Regions from separate parts of the Mus musculus genome. Here all the other regions are linked to region 3. The links are chromatin contacts, called in public HiChIP or PLAC-seq, Micro-C and promoter capture Hi-C maps. All regions are on one chromosome and are shown on one strand. Each heading gives the region's core, a stretch centred on a gene start, on an enhancer-like site or on the middle of the called end of the contact. The rest is flanking DNA. Distances are from core to core; before and after follow the strand shown. Region 1 overlaps Cdh23 (cadherin 23 (otocadherin)). Region 2 holds the start of Psap (prosaposin). Region 3 holds the start of Sgpl1 (sphingosine phosphate lyase 1). Region 4 holds the start of Neurog3 (neurogenin 3). Region 5 has its middle 26 kb from the start of Psap. Region 6 overlaps Cdh23 (cadherin 23 (otocadherin)). Region 7 holds the start of Chst3 (carbohydrate sulfotransferase 3).

Region 1 (3,236 bases), core at 321-2,820, 760 kb after region 3:
ATGTAGCAGCCCATAGGCCCCTTCCCCTAAAGCCATAGGAAGTGAGTCAGAACCCAGAGGTTCCTGTCATGGAGGAAGGTGGGAGTTCATCAGACAGGGACACGTACCCAGGCCTGAGTGTGGCTGAGTCAGTGGAACCCATCAGCCCAGAGCAACCCGCTGTTTGCTGGGACTGGAAACATTGAGCAGGAGATAGCTGGTCAGCTGTTGCTCAAGTCCCTCCCTCCGGGATGCTTCCCCTCTTGTTAAAGATGGATGTCTCCAACCAAACTCTGGGCCCCAGGCAGATCTGTCAGAGCTGGGCCAGCTCTGAGTTTCTAGCTCCTTGCTCTCAGAGAAGATGGGAGAGAAAGTTGGCTCCCGACAAGCTACCCCCCTCCCCCATCCCTTAAGAAGAGAATGAATACCTGTCCAAGTGGATACAGCAGAGGGATCAAGTCCCTTGGACCCTTAGAGGACACGTTGACAGAGATACAGTTTTCTGGGTATGTACCAGGAAGTCGCCACAGTAGCTTCCCATTGTGACAGGCTCTTATTCACATGCTAATGAGCACCGTGGGGCCTGCCTGTGTCTTTCCCCTCAGTAAACTCACATCTGGTCACAAGAATGGCTGGTATCAGTGAGGTTCAGGCTGGACCCCTGGACTTCAGGCATCCTAACCACAGCCCTCTCTGTGTCCCCTCCCCTCCCCTCCCCCACCCACCTGTTTCTCAAGAGCCCGATCACTCTGCTATGTGCCATTTTTAGCCACCAACCTTGTTGTTAAACCGAGTTCTTTGCAACATCCCAGGGTGTAAAACAGATCAAAGGCAGACTGTGTACAACCTTAAGGTGAGGCACCCCAGTCACAGCCTTGGGCCCCTTTTATATGCTCCTGCCCTCAAGACCCTGAGGAAAAAGAAATTTGACCCAATTCTGAGGAAGGCCCTGCGTTACCCCCATTCTACAGATGAGGAGACTGAGGCAGAGAGGAATCAACCAACTTGATAAGGGTCCCATTATGGTATGGGTAGAGCCAGGCTTCACCCCAGGCAGGTGGTCCAGACTATTCTCTTACCTCTACACTATATGATTCCTGGACCACCATGCCCAAGGAGGGTTCTTGGCACCCTGACAAGCACTACATACCCAAAGAGTAACTTTAAGAATTCAGGTGTTGTCCCCTGGCATGGAGATTCGATGGCCCCTGCAGTTTAGAGCATCTGTTCTCCTAAGAGAGTCAGGAGAGCTGGGGCGCTTTCTGATAGCAATGTGAGGATGCTAGTTTTGCCCAGTAAGCTGCAATTTCTACTTTAACAGCTAGCAACAGTCCCCATGAAGTCCAGGAAGTAAGGAGGGAAACCTTCCTTCTGGATGCTGGGCATCTCTGTGTGTACATGCCCACATGCACAGTGTATACACGCAACTGCCCTCTTATCCCTGTTGGAGGGTCGGGCAGCCCTGTGCAGACACTCGGGACAGAAGGCATTCTGGCTCTGAGGCACCTGGCAGCATCCTCCTGTTCAGCAAGAGTTCAGCTGGCCTGTACTTCCTGTTCAGCTGTGTCTCTCAGGTTCACAAACCACACCATCTTTCCTCCTCTCTCTACTGCCGAAAGCAGCCAGAAGTGTTGAAAGCCTGGCCACATTGTGGCAAGCTACACTCCGCCCCTCTCCCGTTCCTCTTACACTATCAGACTGACAGCTTCTTCCCCGATGTCCCCCAGAAGGCAAGGTCATTAGAACAAGCAAACTCCGGAAAGGGAAGGCTTGCCGTTTTAAAAGATGGATAGTTAATATCTGTTTACACAGAGTTCCCGAAATTCACCCATGCCAATTCCCCTCACAGTCACCACACCCAGGATCTTCTGCAACAAACTGTGGGTGAAGCCAAATTTAGAAGGCTCCCACTACAGCTGCAGACTGAGGTGGACCCTGTCGTTTGCATAGTAGATTCTCGATGTCCGGACCTGAAAGGTGCTGGCGTGACAGGGCTGTGGAACCTCAGGGCAGTGGAGTGGTGAGCTCTCTGTGAGCCTCCCTGGCCACCACATCCATCTTCTCCCCTGGCTTTGCCACTCTTCCCACCCTTAGTCATCCAGTAAATTCCCTGATAACCTAGAGGGTTGTGTGTGTGTGTGTGGTATGTGTGTGTGTGTCTAATGTGTCTGTGGTGTGTGGTAGGGGGGTTGTATATGTAGTATGTGTGGTATGTGTGTGTGGTGTGCATATGGGGGTGTTTGTGTGTGTTATATGTATATGTGTGGTATATGGTAGTATTTGTGTGTTGTGTGTGTATATGTATATGTGGTGTGTTTGTGTGTGTCTGTAGTGTGTATGGTGTATGTGTGTATATGTGCATGGTATGTGTGTGTGTCTAGTGTGTCTGTGGTATGTGGTATGTGGTGAGAGGTTCTATATGTGGTTCATGTGTGGTATGTGTGTGTAAATGTGTGTGGTGTTTATATGGGAGGTGTTTGTGTGGTGTGTGTGTATATGTGTGTGTGTATATGTGTGTGTGTGTGTGTGTGTGTGTGTGTGTGTGTGTTAGGATAACCCCAGAGGCAGCTACATATGTGTGTGCATGGTATGTGGTCTATGTAGGTGTGTATGTAGTGTGTGTGTGTGTGTGTGTGTGTGTGTGTGTGTGTGAGCACATGCGCATGTGTGTGTAACCCCAGAGACAGCTATGGATATAGGCAAAGTGCCAAAGGCAGGTTCTCTGAGGCTGTCTTGCCCTCCTTCCCCTTTCTGTCCTGTCCTTGCCACTGACAGCTGTGACCTGTGCTGTGCACACTGAGCTACCCCACCCCACTTCCTCCCTTCTCCATCCTGCTTCATGGTAATGCTTCCCTGGCTCTAGGGAGCCAGAAGGATGTCTTATACTGGGGCCAGCTCATCCCCAGCACGAAGCCTAAGCATGGATAGATAGGGAGCCAGGAGACACCAGCCCTCCTTGTCCCTGTGAGATCTTGGGGAAAATTACTTCTCTTTTCTGAGACTCTTTTCCCAGTCTCTTAAAGGAGGCAGAGCCTGGGGTTTCTGGTAGCTTGTGTGTCTTTTCCCTCCATTCTGGTCTTCCAGGCAACAAGATTCAGGTCTACAGCAAACTCTCTGGGTATTCCCATATATGGGGAGAAAAGAGGGGCTCTCCTTGTTTGCAGACACAGCTCTCCATAAAAACCCTTTGAACCGTAGCATTTTTCTACATCTGACACATGTTCTTTAAAGGGAAGTTTCAAAGATGGAGAAAAGCA
Region 2 (3,075 bases), core at 474-2,973, 870 kb after region 3:
TGTGTGTGTGTGTGTGTGTGTGTGTGTGTGGTGGGGTGCACGCACATCTACATTTGTTTCTGGAGATCAAAAGAAAACCCACCGGAGTCAGAGCTCTCCCTCTACCATGGGGCCTGAAAATGGGCAGAGGTTAAACTGGCCTTTCATTCTTTTGGCATTCTTTGTTTTCTGTCTAGGTGGGAAAGGCAGTCAGGCTGGAGGGCTGGAGAGTAACCAAAACCAAGTGTCTGTACCTCCAGGGCTTTGTGAAGACTAGACGGGACCTGGAACATTCTAAGCACCCAGAACATCATTAAAAGGCAAGCTATGAGTGGCACCCTGAACTACAGTAGTGCCACACTGAGCCCATAAGTCCTAAGAGCCTCAGGGAGCACACGTGGTTTGCAGTCATCATAGACAACCAACAACTCAATGGTGGACAGTCAAGACAAGCTACCATTCTTCAGTATGACCTTGACGTGAGGCACAGAGCCTGGAGTTTTAGACCAAGGCCATCAGGGTCCTCCCATCTACCTAAGAAGGAAGAAGGAACCCAGTTAACTAGACTGGCAGTCAAATGAACTACATGTGTATTAGAAATAATTTTTCCAAGGAAACAGGTAAGGGGTATAGTGTGACTCAGTAGAGGATGTTCGTTTACCGTGTGTTACGATCCAAGTTCAATGGCCCATACTACAGAGAGAGAGAAAAAGAAGTCTGGTTTTGGTGGTGTGGGTGAATCAGAACTCACGAGTTATGTATGACACAGAGCAAGCAGGACCAAGTGCGTTTCTTTTCATTTTTCTTGCACAAAAAAAAAAAAAAAAAAAATCTCATACACAGTCCAGACTAGCCTTGAGCTTTCTGTGTAGCACAGGCTGACCTCAAATTCAAAATCCTCCTACCTATGCCTTCCAAGTGTGAGTCCCCTGGCGCTGCCTTGCCAACCTGCAGTGCTTTTAAGAAAAATCATTTTAGAAACACTTGCTATAAAATAAAGGCTGGCCAATGGCTTTGCCAGATCAAACAAAAAAATTAAGAGTTCCAATGCAATCGGGACTACACAATTCCCTCCAAGACCTACTACGCTCCTGAGTTCACACAGAAGCCAAAAAAATCACCCCCCGGCCCGGGGCAGACACAAAGACGCTTCCTGCAACTCCCATACGAGTGCAGTCTGGGACAGAGGTCACGGGCCGACCTGACCTGCAGGATGGGGCTTCAAGGCCATGTCTATCACCTACACCAGGATAGAGTCAACACAGCGACGGAAGAGGTCATCGAGTGACCTCTCCCAACCTCCATCCCAGGGAGAACCGCAGTCACCCGCAAGGCCTTGCACAAGGCCTGCACACACAGGACAAGACGTCTCTCCCACCTCCCAGTGGTCCCCCAGTGCAGAGAATCTGGAACAGGTCCCCCTCCGCCACCAGCCCCGATCTGCGCCTGCGCACAGCGAGGCCTGCCTAAGCGCGCCCCGGGAAGCGAGCGGAGGGCGAGGCCGGTACCGCAGGACTGCCCGGTTCCCGGGACCCAGGGGACGCTATAGCGTTCTTCTCTACCAGACCAGGGGACCCTTCTAAGCTCACCGGTGGCCAGAAGGCTGGCGAAGAGGGCGAGGGCGTACATGGCGCCGCTTCACTTCGCAGGCTGCAATGCAGAACGTCAGCTGACCAGACGAATATAAATCTACCCCCCAACCTCGCCGCAGACGCCAGTGCGCAGGCGCGGGCCCCGCCCAAACTGGGCGCAGCTTGACTCAGCGTCGCGCAGCGCGCCTGCGGGGAGGGAGGGTGCGAAGAGGAGCAGGCTGAAAACGCCCAGGGAAGGTGGCGGGAAGGCGCGGGTGGTGGTAATAAAAGAAAACCATATCTGGTGATTAAATCAAGGTCAGGCGCCGAACGGTATCTAACGCCTCTCTTTACCTTTGCAATGTGAGGAATCCAGCCCAGGGCTGGTACCAAGCCCTGAACTGCATCTTGTGCTCCCCCACCCCACCCCACCCCTGAGCCCCAGCATCTTTTAAGTATTACTATTTGTTTTTGAGATGCCGAGTCACTATGGCCTTGCTGGTCGACAATTCAGTGTCGCAGCAGACCTGGAACTCTCAACCTTCTGCCTCAACCCCTTGGAGAATGGTTGGGGGTTGGGGGGCGGGAGCAGGGATTTTTGTTTGCAGTCGCCGGTATTGAACCCAAGGCATTATACTTGATATCAAGTGTTGTACCTCCAAGCTGCACACCACCATTCCCCCCACCCTCCCAGCTCACTCCTTACTTTATTTTTGAAAGAGGGTGTCACCAAATTCCCCAGAAAGTCTCTGAACATGTAATTCTTCTGCCTGACCCTTGTACAGTGGTAGTTAGGGGTTTTTTGTTTGGTTGGTTGGTTGGTTTGGTTTGGTTTGGTTTTTGGTTTTTCGAGACAGGGTTTCTCTGTGTAGCCCTGGCTGTCCTGGAACTCACTTTGTAGACCAGGCTGGTCTCGAACTCAGAAATCTGCCTGATTCTGCCTCCCGAGTGCTGCTGGGATTAAAGGTGTGTGCCACCACGCCTGGCGGTGATTAGTTTTTTTGGTTAGTTTTTTTGTTCGTTTGTTTGTTTGTTTGTTTTGGTTTTTCGAGACAGGGTTTCTCTGTATAGCCCTGGCTGTCCTGGAACTCACTTTGTAGACTAGGCTGGCCTCGAACTCAGAAATCTGTCTGCCTGCTGGGATTAAAGGCGTGGGCCACCACGCCCGGCTAGTGGTTAGTTTTTTAAGACAGGGTTTCCTGTAGCCCAAAGAGGCTGACAACTGGCTGTGCAGCTGAGGATTCGTGTATCTCAGGCAGTCCTCGAACTTCAGTCACTTCCAAATCCTGATCTGCCTGCCTGTGCTACCATACATGTTCTGTTTGGTTCTAGGAACCAAACCCAGGCCTTCAACTCATGTCGGGCAATGACTCTACCAACTGAGTGGCATCTCCAGCCCCCATTTATTGTGATTCGTGCCGTGCTAACAGATGAGACTCAAGCACAAACAGGTTACAGATTTGCCTACATCTTTACACTCAGGATTCAAATTCACAGGCTGCCATTCTGCAGTTGTCAATCAATA
Region 3 (3,202 bases), core at 485-2,984:
CCCTCTGTTTATTTCTTTTGGGGAAGTGAAGGCTGGGGTGGTATTATTTCCATTAACCAAGTTGACATGCTTTTTTCATTCAGACATCTTTAACCTTGATGGGAAAATCAAGTTTCCAACACAGAAAAGAGACCAAGGGCCAACCCCTTGCTCACTCAGTGAACATAACACAAGTTAAAGTCATCTCAGAGGAGGGAATATTGATTAAGAAAATGCCTCTATGAGATTCAGGCTATAGGCAAACCTGTAGGGCATTTTCTTAATTAGGGATTGATGGGGGAGGTCGCAGCCCACTGTGGGTGGTGCTATCCCTGGGTTGGTGGTCCTGGGTTCTATAAGCAAGCCAGCCATGAGGAGCAGGGCAGTAAGCAGCACTCCTTCATGGCCTCTGCATCAGCTCCTGCCTTCAGGTTTTGCCCTGTTTGAGCTCCTGTCCTGACTTCTTTTGTTGATGAACAGTGCTCTGGACGTGTAAGCCAAATAAACCCTTTCTTCCCCATATTTCTTTGGTCATGGTGTTTCATCACAGCAATAGAAACCCTAAAACAGTAAAATCTCAAAGCTCTTCCTTTAAAGACCCAGGTTAGGTGGTTGCTCAGATTAGTCTTGTCTGCAGACACTGGCTGGAAGTGACCAATTGTGTCCAGAATGCAAGGGTTGGGGTGGGGAATAGGGTCTTATTTTGAAGCCCCGGTTGGCTTCAAAATTGCCTCAGGAATTACAGGAACAAACCACCACACCAGGTTCAAGTTAATTATTTCAAGCATTTATTTTTATTTATGTGTAAGCGTGTGTGTGTGTGTGTGTGTGTTTATGGCCTCAGAGGCCAGAAGACAATGTCAGAGTCCATGGACCGGGAGTGGTGTTTGGGAGCCATCTTAAGTGGGTGCTGGGACCCAGCCTCACTGAGCCCTCCCTCCCCAATCACTTCACATAACCAGCTTTTTATGGGTATAATTTCAGTACTTGGGAGCCTAAAGCAGGAAGATTGATTCAAGTTCAAGGCCAGTTTATAGCTTACACGACAGAGTGAGACCCTGTCTCAAACACTAACCAGCCCCTAAACTGTTGAGTGTAGTGGCTGGCAGGAAGATTGTGAGTTCAAAGTTATCCTAAGATACAGGACCAGTTTGGGGCCAGCATGACCTAAGTCAGAACTTGGATCAAAACAAAGAATTGTTAAGAGAGATGTCACCTTAGATTTTTGGAAGGCTGTGATGAGGCGGGAGAAAACCTAGATCAAAGCCTTTGACTGCCCTACAGAAAGACCTCAAAGCCAGTCTCGGCAACTTAGTATAAAAAGCCTGCATCACAAAACAACAACAAACAACAATAGCAACAAAAGACAAACACAAAGAGTAGCCTGAAGAAGTTGTAAACTCACAGGGCCAGCTGCTGGCGAAAGGTGAGACCCCTAGACACCCTATCTGGCTTAGACACAGTCCCTACCCGGCCAGCAGGCGGCGCGCACGCCCACACGGCTCTGGGCGCCCCGAACCTTGGCGCCGAGCCTCTCAACCCTGGCGCCATTACTTAGCCCTGGCCACAAACTCTCGCCTGAGTTCCCCCGACACCACAGCCCGGACCCAGCAGTAGGCGGGCGGAGGGCTGCGGGGCGAGCCGAGCCCAGCGCGGCGTCGGACGTGCGCGCGCCCGACAGCGGCAAGGGCGCGCACGGCCCGGGCTCCTGGAGGCGGGCGGGTACCCCAAGGCCATTTCCGGGAGGGGCGGGGCCGGGGGCGGCGCACCTCCAATCTCTGCGGCGGCGGCGGAAGGGGGAACCCGGGTCCCGTGGCCAGCGAGTGAGTCGCTCGCAGAACCGAGGCGCGTGAGGTGGGCGGCGGCCAGCGGAGCCTCTGCGGGGAAAGAAGGAGCCGGGTCCACAGCCTGAGGAGGTGGAGCTGCCGCGGCGGGCTGGACCCGGCGGGAGCAGTGGGGAGCCGAGAGGAGCTGGAGGGATCCGGGCCCGGGCTGAGGGGAGAGGAGGGAGGCCGAGCTGTGGTTGGGGAGCCGAGAGGGAATTGGGTTGTGGGGAGCTGCGCGGAGGGAACCGGGCTGTGGGGAGCTGCGCTGAGGGAGGCAGGTCTGTGGTTCATGGAGAGCTGGGCTGAGGGGAGCGCGGCTGAGGAAAGCAGGGCCCGAGCTGAGAGGGAGCCGGGCTGAGGGAGAGCTGGGCTGAGGGGAGCGCGGCTGAGGAAAGCGGGGCCCGAGCTGAGAGGGAGCCGGGCTGAGGGAGAGCTGGGCTGAGGGGAGCGGGGCCCGGGCTGAGGGGGAGCAGGGACCGGGCTGAGGGGAGCAAGGGTTCAGGCTGAGAGGGTCCTGGGCTGAGGGGAGCGGGGCCCGAGCTGAGAGGGAGCCGGGCTGAGGGAGAGCCGGGCTGAGGGAAGCGGTGCCCGGGCTGAGGGAAGCAGGGCTCAGGCTGAAAGGGAGTGGGCTGAGAGGAAGCTGAGCTGAGGGGTGCAGGTCCGTGGCACAGGGAGAGGTGGGATGAGGGAAGCGGGGCCCAGACTGAGGGGAGCAGCGCCTGGGCTGAGGGGGAGCCGGGCTGAGAAGGAGCAAACTGAGGGGTGCGGGCCCCAGACTGAGGGGAGCAGGGTCGGGGCTGCGGGGTCGGGGCTGAGGGGAGCGGGGCCCAGGCTGAGGGGAGCAGGGCCCAGGCTGAGAGGGTCCTGGGCTTAAGGGAGTCAGGCTAAGAGGGGGCGGGCTGAGGGGAGCCGGGCCTGGTCTGAGGGGGCTGGGTCCGGGCTGATGGGGAGCCGAGCTGCGGGGTGTGGGTTCCCGACTGCTGTGGGGCGTCGGAGAGACCCAGGCTCGAGTCTGTGGCCGGGGCTGAGTAGTGGCGCCAGGCTACAGGGGCGCGGGGGAAAGGCAGGCCGGGCTGGAGGAGTCCCGGGTCCCGCTGTGCCGAGAGGCGGCGGCGCTGCCGTGGGCCCGGGGAAGGGGCGTGTCCCCGCGTGCACGCCGCGGGCTCCACTGCTCCGGGGTGCCGGGGTCGGCTGGAGCGCTGCCAAAGCCGGCAGGGGGATCCCGCGGAGGGGCAGCGCCGGCCGGGCTGCCGAGTAAACAGCTGCGTTTCCCCTTTGCAGACGCAGAGGCAGGGCAGCCCCGGGGAGGGAGCCGGCTGCAGAGGAAGATGCCCGGAACCGACCTCCTCAAGCTGGTGAGTCGGATCCTTTCTCTCTCGCTCAGAAGGCTCTGAGTC
Region 4 (3,232 bases), core at 517-3,016, 990 kb before region 3:
GCAGGAGGCATATAATTTACCATAACAAAATTCATTTCAAAAGGCATTATATCATTTACAAACTGATTTCTTTTTCTTTTTTTTTCCTTTTTAGGGAGACAAACAGTGCTTCAGGAACCGTCCCTGCAACTCACACTTTAGACACGGGAGACAAGTTGGAGAGATGCTCTAGCCATAGGCTAGGGCTTTCCGGTTCACAGCCTGGTCTCCCTTGGGGGAAGGGTAACGACTTGAAAAGTGCAGAAGAAGGCAGATCACCTTCGTGGACTAAGGCAGAATGGAGAAGCTCAGAAACCCTGCATGTAGCGGGCAGTAAAGACGACGAACATCATCTATGGGCCAAGAGCTGGATGGAGGAGCCAGTGAGGTAAGACGCAACACTGGATTAGGTCACCCTGGAAAAAGTGATGGATGGTCGGAGGCCGGCAGATTTGAATGAGGGCAGACTCACCAGGAAGTATGGGAGTCTCCAACTAGGTAGTGCTACCATTCTCAAATGCTTGGAGCGAGAGTTTGATGTGGCTGCACCGAGGAGAGTTAAGAGAAGAGCAGCCCCCAATGTCTGCTGTGCGCAGCAGCAAGGGTACCGATGAGAAGCCTAGTTAAGCCCTGTGAGAGGGCTAGGGATCCAAGTAGTGAAAGCCAGAAGAGGCGAGATGCTTGAGAGCCTCCACTACCTCCCACTCCAGACGGCTCTGGTCCCCTCCCTTTCCACTAGCACCCACCACCCAGAGCCAGACAGGTCTCTTCACAAGAAGTCTGAGAACACCAGTGCTCCCGGGAGCAGATAGGATGGGGAGCTGGGCACCTGCAGGCCAGGGAATTCCTCCAATGAGGCCGTGGGGCTCAGGTTACCCGCTTGGGAGACTGGGGAGTAGATAGAGCCCCAGTCCCCGTTGGAGCCACCTCCGGGGCTCCCCAGCTCTCCACAGGGCACAGGGGGCTCCGGGCCATAGAAGCTGTGGTCCGCTATGCGCAGCGTCTGAGTCAGTGCCCAGATGTAGTTGTGGGCGAAGCGCAGGGTCTCGATCTTTGTAAGTTTGGCGTCATCCGGGAAGGTGGGCAGGACACCGCGCAGCGCATCCAGCGCCGAGTTGAGGTTGTGCATGCGATTGCGCTCCCGATCATTGGCCTTCTTGCGCCGGCTTCTTCGCTGTTTGCTGAGTGCCAACTCGCTCTTGGGCCTGTTGCGCCCTCCGCGTCGGGCGCGGAGCTTCCTCGAGGTCCCTCGGCAGTCACCCACTTCTGCTTCGGAGCAGTCCCTAGGTATGAGAGTGGGGCTAGGTGGGGTGGAATTGGAACTGAGCACTTCGTGGTCCGAGGCTCCGGGAAAAGGTTGTTGTGTCTCTGGGGACACTTGGATGGTGAGCGCATCCAAGGGATGAGGCGCCATCCTGCGGTTGGGAAAAAATGGAAGGTGTGTGTGTGCCAGCCTCTGACTTAGAGGTCACTGCACGGGGGACCAGAGTATCCCCCACACACACCCCGCGCGCCCCTCATCCACCCTTTGGAGTTTCCGAATTGTTACCTAGTTCTCCCGACTCAAAAGAATAGAGAGCAGCAGGTCAGTCAGTGACAAGCAGCAGTGGATAGGGTCAGTGTCAAGCAGCAGTGGATAGCTGAGCCTCTCTGCTCCCTCTGAAGTTCTGCTAAACTGCAGGCGCCCTCGCCTGGAGTAAATTGCGTCTGGAAGTCGTAGAAAAGCTCCGAGGAGGTACTCGACCACTGCTGCAGTGATGAGACCCAGAGGGATTTCTGAGCTGCATGCAAGTCGTGTGTCCCCTGGCACGCTTTATCTGCTCTGCCCCCGGCCAGGAGCGTGCCTGCCGGGCTGCTGCCTGCACCACGGGCCAATCAGCGGAGGGGGCCCAGGGGCTGCGCCACGCGAGCCCGCTCCTCCCCCCACAACCCCCACCCGCAGAGCACAGCTGGATTCCGGACAAAGGGCAGGGGTCGGGGGAGGGGAGCAGCACTCTGTTTGTTCCCCCACTCCACGCCTCCCCCGTCGCGGGCTCAGTCCCAGCAACTCTCGGTTCCTCAAAGAGCCTCGCCCAGCCAGAAGAGTCCCGTCCGGCCGCTGGGGAGAGCTTTGCCTTTTCCTCTTTCTTTTTGGCATGTGTCCAGACCCTTTCTTGGTAGCATGAAGGAGGTTTGGGGGTGCCTATATATATATAAGGAAGGCCTCTTCTTTGAGTATTACACATGGGGTCTTTTGGCTCAGAGAGGGAAACGGCTTGTCTAAATGAACCAGCGATCAAGGAGTCAAGTGTCTTCTTGGCTGGCAGCTGGGAGGAGCGCCCATTAGTTCAAAGTGCTATCCAGCTCTCCGCCACTATGGGTTGGGTCAGGAAATGTGTGTGCAACCATGTTTCACAGACTGACTCCATCCTGGGAAAGAGGACAGAGTGACCAGAGACGGTCCCTGCTCAAGTCCTTTCTACTCAGAAACTATTGCTTGGCCAGGTTCAATATCACCTTGGGATCCAACCCTCCAGCCCCCAGACCAGACCTTGAAAACCCCCACCATAGTCCTCATCCGAGACATTGGGTTCTATTCCGGAGGCGAGGGTGGTTGTAGAGAGAGTGCAGAGGGGGCATCTCATCACGCCCCGCCCCACTATGGATGCTATCGGGAAGGCCTGACCCGAGAGGCAGGTGATAGGGAAAGGTCAAGGAGGGACTTGTTCTCTGCTAGCCTTTTTTGTCTTTTCAATGCCTCCGTGTGCAGGCCCTGGGAGAAAAGCAGATCTACTTTCTGCCCCCTTTAGTGCCCCTGTCCAATCACAGACCAGAGAGGACTAGCAGCTTCACCTAGTCCTACTCCTTCCCGCCCCCTCCCTCCCCATCACTCCTGAACTGTGGGTGAGCCCAGGGCAGGGAGACTTCTAGTTTGTCCCTCTTAAGAGGTTATCTTAAGCTATCTGGAAATCTTTCCTGTGAGCCTTAAGACATTGTCCTTTCTTCCCTGCAGACCCGCCCTTCTTGTCCCTGACACCCCGTGGTCTTCTGTTTCCGGTCACTCAGGGTGAGGGGTTGTGGCTTCCGCTGATCTCTCTCTCTCTCTCTCTCTCTCTCTCTCTCTCTCTCTCCTGCCCTCCCTCCCTCCCTCCCCCCCCCCCCAGCTTTCTAGTCAGGATGTGCATGGGAGGAAGCTATGGCTGGGAGTTAAAGATTCTTGGCAGTAACTCTAAGCTTTCTAGTACGTTCTCTAACTCCGAAGCTCCTGGATATT
Region 5 (3,446 bases), core at 251-2,750, 900 kb after region 3:
CAGCTGGTGGCTCTGTCTCTGAGACTCCCAGGGGTCCGGGTCAGTTGACTCTGCTGTTCTTCCTGTGGGGTTCCCATCCCCTTCAGCTCCTTCGATCCTCCCCCCAACTCTTACATTGTGGTCCCTGACCTCTGACCCATGTTTGGCTGTGGGTGTCTGCTTCTGTTTCCAACAGTCCACAGATTACAACAGCAATATGCTGTAATCTATGGAGAGTAATTGTGGGAGGGAGAGAAGCAGGGAGAAAGAAAAAGAAAGGATGAAGAGGAGGGGAAACGTAAAAAGGCCTCTATCTGAAAGCAACTTATATTTGCAGCCTTAATAAGGCTGAATATTTAAAGCTTACTGTTGGCTACAGCATCTTGCTGTGTGGACCAGGCTAACCCGGAAGTCTCCATCCTCACTTTGGTGCTGATGGCCGGGATTACAACAGTGAAGCATTAAGCTTTGTTTGAAAAAAAAAATCTGTTTCTGTTGTAACAGGGATCGCAGGTATGTGAAGGGTGCGGTTTAGCTAATCACTGTAAGTAAGGTGGGTTCCCTAGGTTCCAAGAATTCCAGATGGGTGTGATCTGTGCCTGTGACCTCAGCACTAAAGAAAGCTGAGGAAGAAGGCTTTTACTACAAGTTTCAGGCCAGCCTGGGCTACAGAATGAGGGAGTCTCAGTAAATAATAAATAGGTCTGGGCAGTGGTGATATACATGCCTTTAATCCCAGCATTCCAGAGGCAGAGGTAGGTGGGTCTCTGTGAGCTCAGGGCCTGCTTTGGCTACCTAGAGAAGCTGTGGCCAGCCACAGCCACCCAAAACCCTATCTCAAAACCCAATCAGTCAATCAGTCAACCAACTGATTGGTTAAATCAGTCTTTGGTCTGCTGCTTCCTGGATCCTCGCCCAACAAAAAGCTGAGCCACCTCCTGACCTCTGTTCCCCCACACAGGGCATTTTTGGAGGTTAAGCTGGGGAGAGCAGCCCAGGATGCTTAGGGAAGCGACACCAACAGTTTCTGGCCACCACCTCCTCCCCTGCCCCCAACATTGCACAAGACTCCTTGAGCCTGTAGCCCTGAGCAATATCCATCCTCTTTCGAAATTACTACTGTGTGCAAAGCCAGTCACCTGCACTACAGCTTTCCTGAGAAAAGGGATCAGAAACCTTACCCATGGGACAGGCAGGGGTGATGGGTTCCCCTAGCCGGAGCAGGAGCACCCTCATTGCCCTAGGCCTGAGTGGGGCCATACTTGTGCACAGTTGGCACATGCACACACACACACAAACACACACACACACACATACACACACACACACACACACACACACACACACACACACACACACACACACACACAGTAGTGCTCTAGGGATAGGTGTGCCTGCCCTGCTAACCAGCAGCAGCTGGAGCTCTGGGTCGGTCGCTATTATTCAGATCATTCACACACTATGAGGTCACACACACCCTGCCTGTCCTCAGGGCGATCTTTCTAGGGCCCAAGAAGCCATTTGCAGCAAGAGGCCATCTGCCGAGGGGCCATCTCTCTCCAGTATGTTCTGGCCTGCCTGGGCCAGTGTGGTCCAGTTTACAACTTTGGAAGGAGCCCCCTCCCTCTCTCTGCCTTCAGTCTCCTCTTCAGTGAAGTTCAGATGAGGCAAAATAGAACAGACAATGAAGGGCAGTCCGGAAGTTAGAGAAGCCCCTCCCCTGAAGAGGACAAGTCCAGGACAGGCTCTGTGGTGCCTACCAGGGTTGAGGCACCTTATAGGCCTGGAGACCTGGGTTTGACTCCCGGGACCTCCTCCACAAATCTGTGCCTCCCCTCAACCCTTCCACTATTTTTTTTTTAATTTTAATTTTTGTTTTTATTTTTAGTTTATTTCATGTGTATGAGTGTTCTGCTTGTGTGTATGTCTGTGTGCCACTTGCATGCCCAGTGCATTCAGAGACCAGAAGGGGGCATCAGATCCTTGGAGCTAGCTGCCGTGTGGGTGCCGAGTATCAAACCCAGGTCCTCAGGAAGAGCAACCAGTGCTCTTAACCACGGAGCCAGCTCTCCAGCCCCCTAATTTTTTTTTTTTTTTATTAAAATTAAAGAAAGCCTGGGGCTAGAGAGATGGCTCTGTGGTTATTCACAAACACTGTCTGCATTTCCAGAGGTTCTGAGTTCAGTCCCCAGCACCCACATGGTGGCTCACAACCATCCTTAATGAAATTGGATGCCCTCTGTGTCTCTGAAAACAGCTACAGTGTACTTACATATAATAAATAAATCTTTTTAAAAAAATTCCCTTGAGGGGGCTAGTGAGATGGCTCAGTGGGTAAGAGCACCCGACTGCTCTTCCGAAGGTCCAGAGTTCAAATCCCAGCAACCACATGGTGGCTCACAACCATCTGTAACGAGATCTGACGCCCTCTTCTGGTGTGTCTGAAGACAGCTACAGTGTACTTACATGTAATAAATAAATCTTTTTTTAAAAAAATTCCCTTGAATGGGGAGACAGGGAGACCAGGATGGTGGGGTCTTCCTCCCTACCTGGAGAGAGGGTCTCAATCGGTCTGTCTGTTCCTCCTTGCCCCGTGGAGACCAGGTCTAACCTGTACTTTCGATATAGAGCAAGCTGGCTTTGAGATCACAAGAACCCACTTGCCTCTCCCTCCTAGGTGCTGGGATTATAGGGGTACACCTCCACCTCTGGCTAAGATGGGATCCCTTGTTGAACCTGGAACCCACAGCTCTTTTCAGCTAGATAGGTAGGCATCCTGTATCTGCCTGCCCCAGCTCTGGGGTCCCAGGTTGGAAACAGCCTGGCTTTCTATGTGTTCAGAGGCCAGCCTGGTCTACTGAGGTGGGGTTCAGGAAAGCCAGATCTACAAGGAAAGACCCTGACTCAAAACAAAACAAAACAAAACAACAAAACAAAAACAAATCAATCCAAGTCCCCAAGATGGCTCCGCAGGTGACGTCAGTGGCCACACAAGCCTGGCAAACCGAGTCCTGTGGACCAGAGAACACGAGGCTGTCATCTGATCTCTGCACACGTGCTGTGGAATCGTCTTAGTTGGCATTGTTATTGCTTTGGTGAAACACCGTGAGCAAAAGCAAACTAGGGAGGAAAGGTTACGGCTCAGTCTTCCACATCACTGCTCATCACCGAAGGAAGCCAGCGCAGGAACTCAAGCAGGGCAGGAACCTGGAGGCAGGAGCTGACTCAGAGGCCTCGGAGGGGTGCTGTTTACTGGCTTGCTCCCCATGGCTTGCTCAGCCTGCTTTCTGATAGAACCCAAGATCACCAGCCCGGGGGTAGCACCACCCACAAGTGCCTATGCTCTTCCCCATTAATCACGAGTTAAGAAAATGCCTACAGGCTCACCAGATCTTAGAGAGACATTTTCTTAGCTGGGGTTTCTCCCTCACAGATGACTTCGGCTTGTGTCAAGTCAACATAAAAGT
Region 6 (3,523 bases), core at 726-3,225, 790 kb after region 3:
ACGGCGGTGAGAGGCCACCTGTCTCTGCTTATAGACCAGCAGCAGGATAAGGGGGAGGCAGAGGATTCCCACGATGCAGGCGCCGGTGGCCAGGGCCGCAGCCGTGATGCCTGTAAGGACAAAAGTAGTTGACGTGAGGGTCCCCTTCCTGCCGCTTCTCCTGAAGGGAAACTGAGGCACGGAATGACCACAGAGGCTCAGGAAACTTTCATAAAGCCTGCCTGATTTCAGTTCTCTGTACTCCAAGGAGGCACCCGTTGCAGAGAAAGCTTAGTTACTACCATCTGGAGCCCGGCTCTTAATGGGAAGAGAATGACGAACTGGTGTAAGCACCCCATGGTGTGTGCCCTTTCAGAATAGGGAGGATGAGAGGCCCAGGCAGCAGGGCCCCATAGCCAGACCCTTAGTGACCTGCAGAAGCCAGGGAGGTCTAGTGACCTCCTTGTGAAGACAGCCTTGTGTCCCTGATCCCACGAGGCACAGGGAAATGAGGCCTGTTGCCCACGACAGAAGCAGCTCCAAAGAAGAGAAAGCAACCCCCCATCCTGCCTACAAGGGAGAGCTCGACTATCCTGGACCTCAGAGTGTCCACCAAAAGGCCCTTCATACCAAACGCCAGGGCTCAAGACCAGAAGGAGCCTGAGCAACGAAAACAGATTAGAACAGCACTGTTGCACAAGAGCTACTAACACTGAAAGATGGATGTCTTACTGCAATGAACAAAAAAGACTCCAGCCTCAGCTGGCATGAGGCACACAACTTTAATCCTAGCACGGCAGAGACAGAAGCGGAGGCTGGTGGATCTCTCTGAGTTCAAGGCCAGCCAGCCTGGTCTACATAGTGAGTTCTAGGACAGCCAGGGCTACATAGACAGACCCTGTCTAAAAAATAAAACAAACCTCAGTCCATCCTTTAAGGGATCCTTGAGTTGTCTTGGGTGAGGCCCCCCTGGAAGTGTGGCGATCACACACACACACACACACACACACACACACACACACACACCACTGCAGGAGGATAAAATTTGTACCGCTTGGCTAAATGTATAGCCCCACCCAAGGTCCATCCCAGCACTTAAGGCAGGGGGAAGGCTAGAGCAATGTCATTTTTGTTTTATATCTTTAAATAGATGAAAATAAAGGCACACATTTAAAAATACTCAAGGGGCTAGAGAAGAGGCTGAGTCCGCAAGCAAGAGGCCCCGTGTGTTTGACTCTCCAGGTGTGGTCACATGTAGCTGTAAACCCTACTGGTGGGGGAGGTGGACACAGGAAAATCCCTGGGGATCAGCCCTATCACCTAACTAACTATAAGCTGTAGACTCAGTAAGAGAACCTGACTCATTAACGTCAGGAGAGAGCAATTAAGGAATATCCCCAGTGTCAGCCTCTGGGTACAGAAGTATGTACACATACACACATGCACACACAGTAATGTATACACATATACAAAATTCAAAGCTCCCCTCCTTCCCCACAACCTGGGTCCCCTCACACAGTCCTAACCTACCTAGATCTGGTCTTGTCTTATGAGATCACAGGAGAACCTTGTCCCAGCACCCAAGCACAGTTTGGACATCTCTGCCTACACAGAGACCCACCTCACTCTTTCCAGAGCTCTGTTATACACAGCTTTCCCAAAATTGACGGAGACATCCCTGTCTGGTGGCAACATTGTTTACTTCCGTTTTCAACAGTCCTCTTTCTGCAGCAAGAACCCCTTAGGCTCAGATCTCTGCTCACCCAGGCAGGACATCTGGACCTAAACACTTAGCATTGCAGCACTGAGCCAGAGAGCATTGCCTGTGTGCTTTCTCCCAGACTGTTGTAAAACTGTCTCAGGAAGGGCCATGTCTCTGCATGAGCCCTGTGTCATGGGGGCTTGCTTTATTTCAGTCCATCTGCTGACTCCAGGAGTTTAGCTGGGAACAGATGAGCCCTTGGAACCACAACTAGCGTAAGCCCATTTCCTTCCCAATTTGAACCTTTCTCTCTGCCAAAACATGGGTAGGATCTCTTGTCATAGGATCGGTTCACCTCCAGAGAGCTCTGGGAACCGGATGTGCCTTGGTCTTTAAGCTGCCTCTGCACTTTACTTGGGAACAAAGGCCATTTTTATCCCACTGTATGCTAAGCAACCTGGAAGCATAAACACGCTCCCAGTGAGCGATACGAACCCGAGCAGACCTTTGGCAGGCACTTTAGAAGTACCCATTGGTATGGAAACAGGACCAATTGCTGGGTGGGTTGCAAAGGAAGTTGCAATCCACAGTAAAGCAGATTCCCTGCAGGTTTTAATGTGGCTGCGCTTGAACGTGGGATATTGAAAGTAAGAACAGTCTGTAATTCACACTGTTCAGAGTGGCTAAACTGCATCCTAGGACTTTACTGTGGGCAATCTGAGAACTGGCTGCAAACGCTCTCGTCTCTCTTCCCATTGTTACTAAGCAACGTGTGGTGCAGTTAGCCAGGTGCTCACAAGCTGCCTTGGTGGTTTGGCCAGGACCTCCCTGTCTGACCCTCTGGTCTGCCAGTGGCAATTCTGCCCTCTATGAGCAGAGCCTGCTCACTCACAGAGCCTATCTCCTTATATGCTGCAGTTCTTGTCCAGGCTATGGTGGGACAGGCTCTGGAGGTGTATGTGTGGGCTCAGCTGCCCTCAGAGGCTCAGGATTCCTTTATAAAGCCAGTCCGACTTCAGTTCCCCTTACTCTAAGGAGACACCCATTGCAGAGAAAGCTTAGTTACCATCGGGAGCCAGGCTTTTCCTGGGAAGGTGATAAGACACTGGTGTAAGCAGTTGCCAACACCACCCCAATGGCATGTGCCAGGCTCTTTCATGGCAGGCAGGCTGGGGAGCCTCAGCTTGCTCAGTCTATGTCCAGGGCCTGCCGGGTACCCTGTGGGTATATGCAAAGGAGTCTGGGGAAAGTGCCTGGCATAGCCTGCCACATTAGGGATGGGAGGGGTACAGAGTCAGGCTGCACAGGCCTGCCCTGATCTCAGGGGAAATCCAAAGCCCCGTGGCAATGCTATCAAACGCCAGGCTTCTTCCCTTACTTATCCCTTACACTTCCTCTTACCTGAAACCCACTTGGACTTTTACCTAGTGTGATGTAGCTACTCTTCCGTAAAATAACATTTAGCCACTCAGACAGGGACTAGAAAGGGAGAACCCAAAGATCTCGTCTGGAAGCATCATTAATAGACCCAGGGAATGCTGTGGTTGAGCTCTGAGAGTTGAGGCTGGAACTCAACTCTCAAATTTAATGAGCAGTATAGAATAGTTCTCAGCGGCTGGCCAAGAGGCCTGTTGAGCAATGGCATGGGTGGCCAGTGCTAAATACATTAAGAAACGCAGCCATGTCTGCTATCAGTTCCCATCCTGCCTTGGCACAGGAGTGGATAAGCTGCCCTGAGTCATTAGGTCTCGTGTATATCGGGAGGAAATAGGAGCCCACGCCTCCATGGTGCTGGAACTGTTCATGGAGACTGGTGGCTGAGAGTTCACCACAGTCTTCCCC
Region 7 (3,168 bases), core at 170-2,669, 930 kb after region 3:
AGACATATGAGACAGGGTCTCTAGTGCTCTAGGCTGGCCTTGAACTCCCTATAGCTGAGAATGACCATGAAATTCCGATCCTCCCACCTCCACCTCCCACGTTCTGGGATTGCAAGTATGCATCACCACACCCAAATTTATGTGGTGCTGGAGAACTGAAGCCAAGCTTTCTATCCACTAGGCTCTATTCTCAGCCTGACACAGGTCTAACTTTTGGTCTTTGTGTGCCCTGAGGTGTATCACAACTCCAGTTCTGGTTTCCCCTAATAGGCTACAGAACACAGGCAGCCAGTGAGGGTTTTCTGCTGAAAGCTAGCTGCGGGTCTCACATCATAGTGCAGGGCACGACCACACTTCCATCAGGCCCCTGCTAGACAACAGGTTAGCAGATTCCTACCAACCTTCTAATTAGGGACCTGAGAGGAGGTCTTGGAGCCACCTGGGTCTCACTGCCCATTCTGTCCAGCTTTGTATCTGCTACCTGAGTCTGTTAATGTCTTCCGCTGATATAAATGTTCAGCATGACAGAGCGGGGCCAAGGACAGATGTGTATGTTTCCTTTTTTATATTTTCTCACTTCTCCTTTATAGACAATTGCTTATTTTGTCTAAACCTTACAAAAGCCCAAGAAACGTCAGGAGGGCCGTCTCAGGCCTGAAGTTAGCTAGAGTCCTGGAAAAGAAAGCTGGACTGGGAGACCTCAAAGAATCGTGTACATCACCAGGACTGGAACTTATAACCTGAAGTTTGGCTTGCTGTCCAACACTGGGCCCTTTACAGCAGTCTTGGCGAAGCTGGCCCTTTTACAGACCCAGCAATACTTACCACTCATCATCACTCAGAAGTGACATGACCTCCACCTCAGGAGTGCCAGCAGTCCAAAGGGGTCTTAAGCTAATGCCAAGGGGGTCCAGCTCCCTCTGAGCTTCTTGGTGAGAACCCTTTCCACATCTTGTCCTGGGGGCTCTGTGAGAAAGCACCAAGAACACTTCTGCAACCTGTGGCTGCCCAGGGAAGGAGGACGGTGGCTTTTCAAAATTCCAGGAAGCATCCTCAGAGGGACAGGAAGGTCCTCATGTTCAGGGTGGGCAGCAGCATGGGGGGGGGGGGCTCAAGCTGGACAACTCTCCTTGAAGCCGTGCCCCTGAACTCTCTTCCTTGGGGCTGGAAGCTCCTCCCAGCCTCGTCCTCAAGGGTAGGGATGGAGCAGCCCTGGCGAGTCCCCCGGGACGCAGCTAAGTCGGGAACAAAGGCCCACGGAGGGGTCGAGGAGAGCGAGGCTCCCAGGGGGGATAGGGGGGGCTGCTGCCCTTCCTCCCGGCTCCTCCCTCCTCCCTGAGTCCTCCGCCTCCTCCATCCTCTTCGAGAGGCCGGGTGGGCGGCCGCGCCAACTTCACCGAGCGTCCCCAAGTTGCCGGGTGCGCGTGTGGAGTGAGGTGGGGAGTCTGGAGGAGAGGCGCGGGGCTCCCAAAGTTGCAGCTGCCGGCTCAGGAGGCCGCCTCCGGTCGCTAGCGGGATCGGAGTCGTGGGTAGGACCGATCGTTCGCCTGCAGCTAGGACACCGCCCGCCTGGCGCCGCTTCCCGCCCAGCGAGGGGACCAGCCCGGCCGCGCCTCCCTCCCCGCACTAGCCGAGGACGCAGAGTGGGCGCCGTGGGGAGCGCAGCCCCAGCATTTTCTGAGCCGAGAGCGCAGTTGGGGGCGGATGCTGCCGGGGCTGGACGCCGACCTCCGGAGTGTCGGATCCGCCCGCCGGGAGGAGGAGGCTCGACCGGGGTAAGTGGGGCGCCCGCGTCCCGGCACCGCCTCCTGGGCCCCAGGCGGTCACCGACCGCATCCCAGAGCGCGCGCCAAACTTTTGGAGGAGAAGGGGACCGGCGGAGGGCGGGCGGGGAGTTCCCTGCGCGGGGAAAACCCCACGCTGCCAAATTCTCATCTGCCATGTACCCACAGCCAGGTCACCGCACAAACCACAAGTGAGGCATCTTCACGCCGAACGTCCTGCATACTCCCAAGTGCAACTCCTGCTTCTAGGAGCCTCCAGGGTTGGGAACTTTTAAACCAGCTTGGGTTCTTTGCTGGTCCCGCAGCTCCACCCACCATTGAAATGGAGCCCCCAAACTCCATAGCAGGGGACTACTAGCTGCCCGGGCTTTGGGAAGCGGTGCCTGAGACCCACTGAGGCCCAGGAACGGGGAGAAAGAAGCAATCGTTGAAGTCACTTGTCCCGGGCTAGCAAGGGCGGATTTGGTGTGGAAACTCGGCGTCTAGATGATGTGCCTGGGTATGCGCAGCCCTTCCGGAGGTAGATGGGGGAGACCAGAGCCAGTGATTTGGAAACTTTTAAAGTTCTTCTGGACTGGGGTCTTTAAGCTGTAAGGAAAAGGCTGTGTGCTGGTGCTGCGCCTGACAATCTGCGTGGTGTTCGTGACAGGGCGTTGCAAGGAAGCTGAGACCCTGGCGGATGTGCTTCCTCAGAGGAACTTCCATAGGGGATCTCAGCTCGGGGCCATATAAATGGGGCCGTGGATTGAGCTGAGACTAAAGTCAGGATGAAACCAGGCTTGTTGGCCTGTCTTGTACCAGAATGTCTGCTTGGTTTCTGATTCGTAGTGTCCTGCATGTCCTAAGGATCTTGGGGCTAGTGCAGTGCTGGGCACCCAGTCTTAGCTGTCTGGTGATTGAGGGCACCGGTAGTGAATTATGGACTTGCCTCAAGCGGAGCCCAGTGAGCCTCGGCTGAATTGGCATTGATCTTCTTGGAGAGAAAAAGACCTTGCTGGCTGCAGGAAGCCCTGCCTGGTGTCTTGGGTGGTGGTGGTGGGGTGTGTGTGGCCGGAGTCCACTGTGCCTCATGGTCACCTCTCCCTCCTCAGAGCAAGAGGAAGGTTCCATTTCAGCATCTGGCTATGTGGGGGAAAGGAATGGGATTGGAGAAGTTGGGTGCTGTTTGGCAGACTTGGGGAGTTCTGCAGTAGACAGTGGAAGTAGATTACATTAATCCTCCCATGCCCCCACTGTGGGTGGAGGTGAGTTAGTGGAGAAAAAAGGCCAGTGGGTATATGCTGGGGTAGAGTCCCTGGGACATGTGGAGCTGGGGACGTGTACTCTTGATGGCCTGGCTGGAGAAAGGTGGTTCCAGGAGCCCAGTAGAAGCTGTGTCTTGACT

The links. Promoter capture Hi-C pulls out the DNA fragments that hold promoters and counts their contacts. Hi-C and Micro-C count contacts between places; a contact is called where the count stands out from the background. HiChIP or PLAC-seq counts read pairs in DNA pulled down with a chosen protein or histone mark.
Region 1: a contact with region 3 is called in a promoter capture Hi-C map of liver, with 2.5 times the contacts expected there. The contact joins the enhancer-like site here to the promoter of Sgpl1 in region 3. A contact is called at or near these places in 11 of 39 promoter capture datasets (the 3T3-L1 cell line, 3T3-L1-derived adipocytes, embryonic stem cells and 6 more), 5 of 115 datasets of contacts at active chromatin or transcription factors (astrocytes, bone marrow-derived macrophages, embryonic forebrain and 2 more) and 3 of 9 other capture datasets (adipose tissue, embryonic stem cells and macrophages).
Region 2: a FOXA1 HiChIP or PLAC-seq map of pancreatic cancer cells shows a contact between it and region 3. The contact joins the promoter of Psap here to the promoter of Sgpl1 in region 3. A contact is called at or near these places in 7 of 39 promoter capture datasets (the 3T3-L1 cell line, the C10 cell line, embryonic stem cells and 3 more), 3 of 484 Hi-C or Micro-C datasets (cortical neurons, embryonic stem cells and liver), 9 of 115 datasets of contacts at active chromatin or transcription factors (astrocytes, bone marrow-derived macrophages, craniofacial prominence and 6 more) and 4 of 9 other capture datasets (adipose tissue, embryonic stem cells, liver and 1 more).
Region 4: a contact with region 3 is called in a Micro-C map of embryonic stem cells, with 10 times the contacts expected there. The contact joins the promoter of Neurog3 here to the promoter of Sgpl1 in region 3. A contact is called at or near these places in 4 of 484 Hi-C or Micro-C datasets (all in embryonic stem cells).
Region 5: a contact with region 3 is called in an H3K4me3 HiChIP or PLAC-seq map of bone marrow-derived macrophages, with 3 times the contacts expected there. The contact joins the enhancer-like site here to the promoter of Sgpl1 in region 3. A contact is called at or near these places in 1 of 39 promoter capture datasets (neutrophils), 5 of 115 datasets of contacts at active chromatin or transcription factors (bone marrow-derived macrophages, cardiomyocytes, embryonic forebrain and 2 more) and 1 of 9 other capture datasets (embryonic stem cells).
Region 6: an H3K4me3 HiChIP or PLAC-seq map of bone marrow-derived macrophages shows a contact between it and region 3, with 4 times the contacts expected there. The contact joins the enhancer-like site here to the promoter of Sgpl1 in region 3. A contact is called at or near these places in 2 of 39 promoter capture datasets (erythroid cells and hippocampal neurons), 1 of 484 Hi-C or Micro-C datasets (B cells), 8 of 115 datasets of contacts at active chromatin or transcription factors (the SCID.adh cell line, astrocytes, bone marrow-derived macrophages and 5 more) and 2 of 9 other capture datasets (adipose tissue and liver).
Region 7: a contact with region 3 is called in a Micro-C map of embryonic stem cells, with 7 times the contacts expected there. The contact joins the promoter of Chst3 here to the promoter of Sgpl1 in region 3. A contact is called at or near these places in 2 of 39 promoter capture datasets (the SN4741 cell line and hippocampal neurons), 1 of 484 Hi-C or Micro-C datasets (embryonic stem cells) and 1 of 115 datasets of contacts at active chromatin or transcription factors (bone marrow-derived macrophages).

The regions. Positions count from the first base shown.
Region 1 is chr10:60,388,060-60,391,295 of GRCm38.p6, reverse strand. The region is part of intron 31 of Cdh23 (cadherin 23 (otocadherin)); the gene reads left to right. It also overlaps a transcript of Vsir not described here. Among named protein-coding and RNA genes, the nearest start is that of Gm17455, 10 kb to the left of the region's middle. Within about 2 kb of position 1,570, at least 127 of the 459 cell types and tissues checked have an H3K27ac peak or open chromatin away from gene starts, as enhancers often do. A contact at or near this core is called in adipose tissue, bone marrow-derived macrophages, liver and 2 more, where this site is marked.
Region 2 is chr10:60,276,276-60,279,350 of GRCm38.p6, reverse strand. Psap (prosaposin) reads right to left here and starts at 1,723. Exons shown (of 15, transcript NM_011179.3): 1 at 1,569-1,723. The coding sequence starts at 1,608.
Region 3 is chr10:61,146,216-61,149,417 of GRCm38.p6, reverse strand. It overlaps Sgpl1 (sphingosine phosphate lyase 1), which reads left to right and starts at 1,734. Exons shown (of 15, transcript NM_009163.4): 1 at 1,734-1,895; 2 at 3,087-3,160. The coding sequence starts at 3,134.
Region 4 is chr10:62,131,624-62,134,855 of GRCm38.p6, reverse strand. It overlaps Neurog3 (neurogenin 3), which reads right to left and starts at 1,766. Exons shown (of 2, transcript NM_009719.6): 1 at 1,529-1,766; 2 at 93-1,394. The coding sequence starts at 1,393. The coding sequence ends at 749.
Region 5 is chr10:60,250,400-60,253,845 of GRCm38.p6, reverse strand. No RefSeq gene overlaps it. Among named protein-coding and RNA genes, the nearest start is that of Psap, 26 kb to the left of the region's middle. Within about 2 kb of position 1,500, at least 78 of the 459 cell types and tissues checked have an H3K27ac peak or open chromatin away from gene starts, as enhancers often do. A contact at or near this core is called in bone marrow-derived macrophages and neutrophils, where this site is marked.
Region 6 is chr10:60,360,788-60,364,310 of GRCm38.p6, reverse strand. The region is part of intron 39 of Cdh23 (cadherin 23 (otocadherin)); the gene reads left to right. Vsir (V-set immunoregulatory receptor) reads right to left here. Exons shown (of 7, transcript NM_028732.4): 4 at 3-110. Among named protein-coding and RNA genes, the nearest start is that of Vsir, 16 kb to the right of the region's middle. Within about 2 kb of position 1,975, at least 51 of the 459 cell types and tissues checked have an H3K27ac peak or open chromatin away from gene starts, as enhancers often do. A contact at or near this core is called in adipose tissue, bone marrow-derived macrophages and liver, where this site is marked.
Region 7 is chr10:60,217,511-60,220,678 of GRCm38.p6, reverse strand. It overlaps Chst3 (carbohydrate sulfotransferase 3), which reads left to right and starts at 1,419. Exons shown (of 4, transcript NM_016803.3): 1 at 1,419-1,775.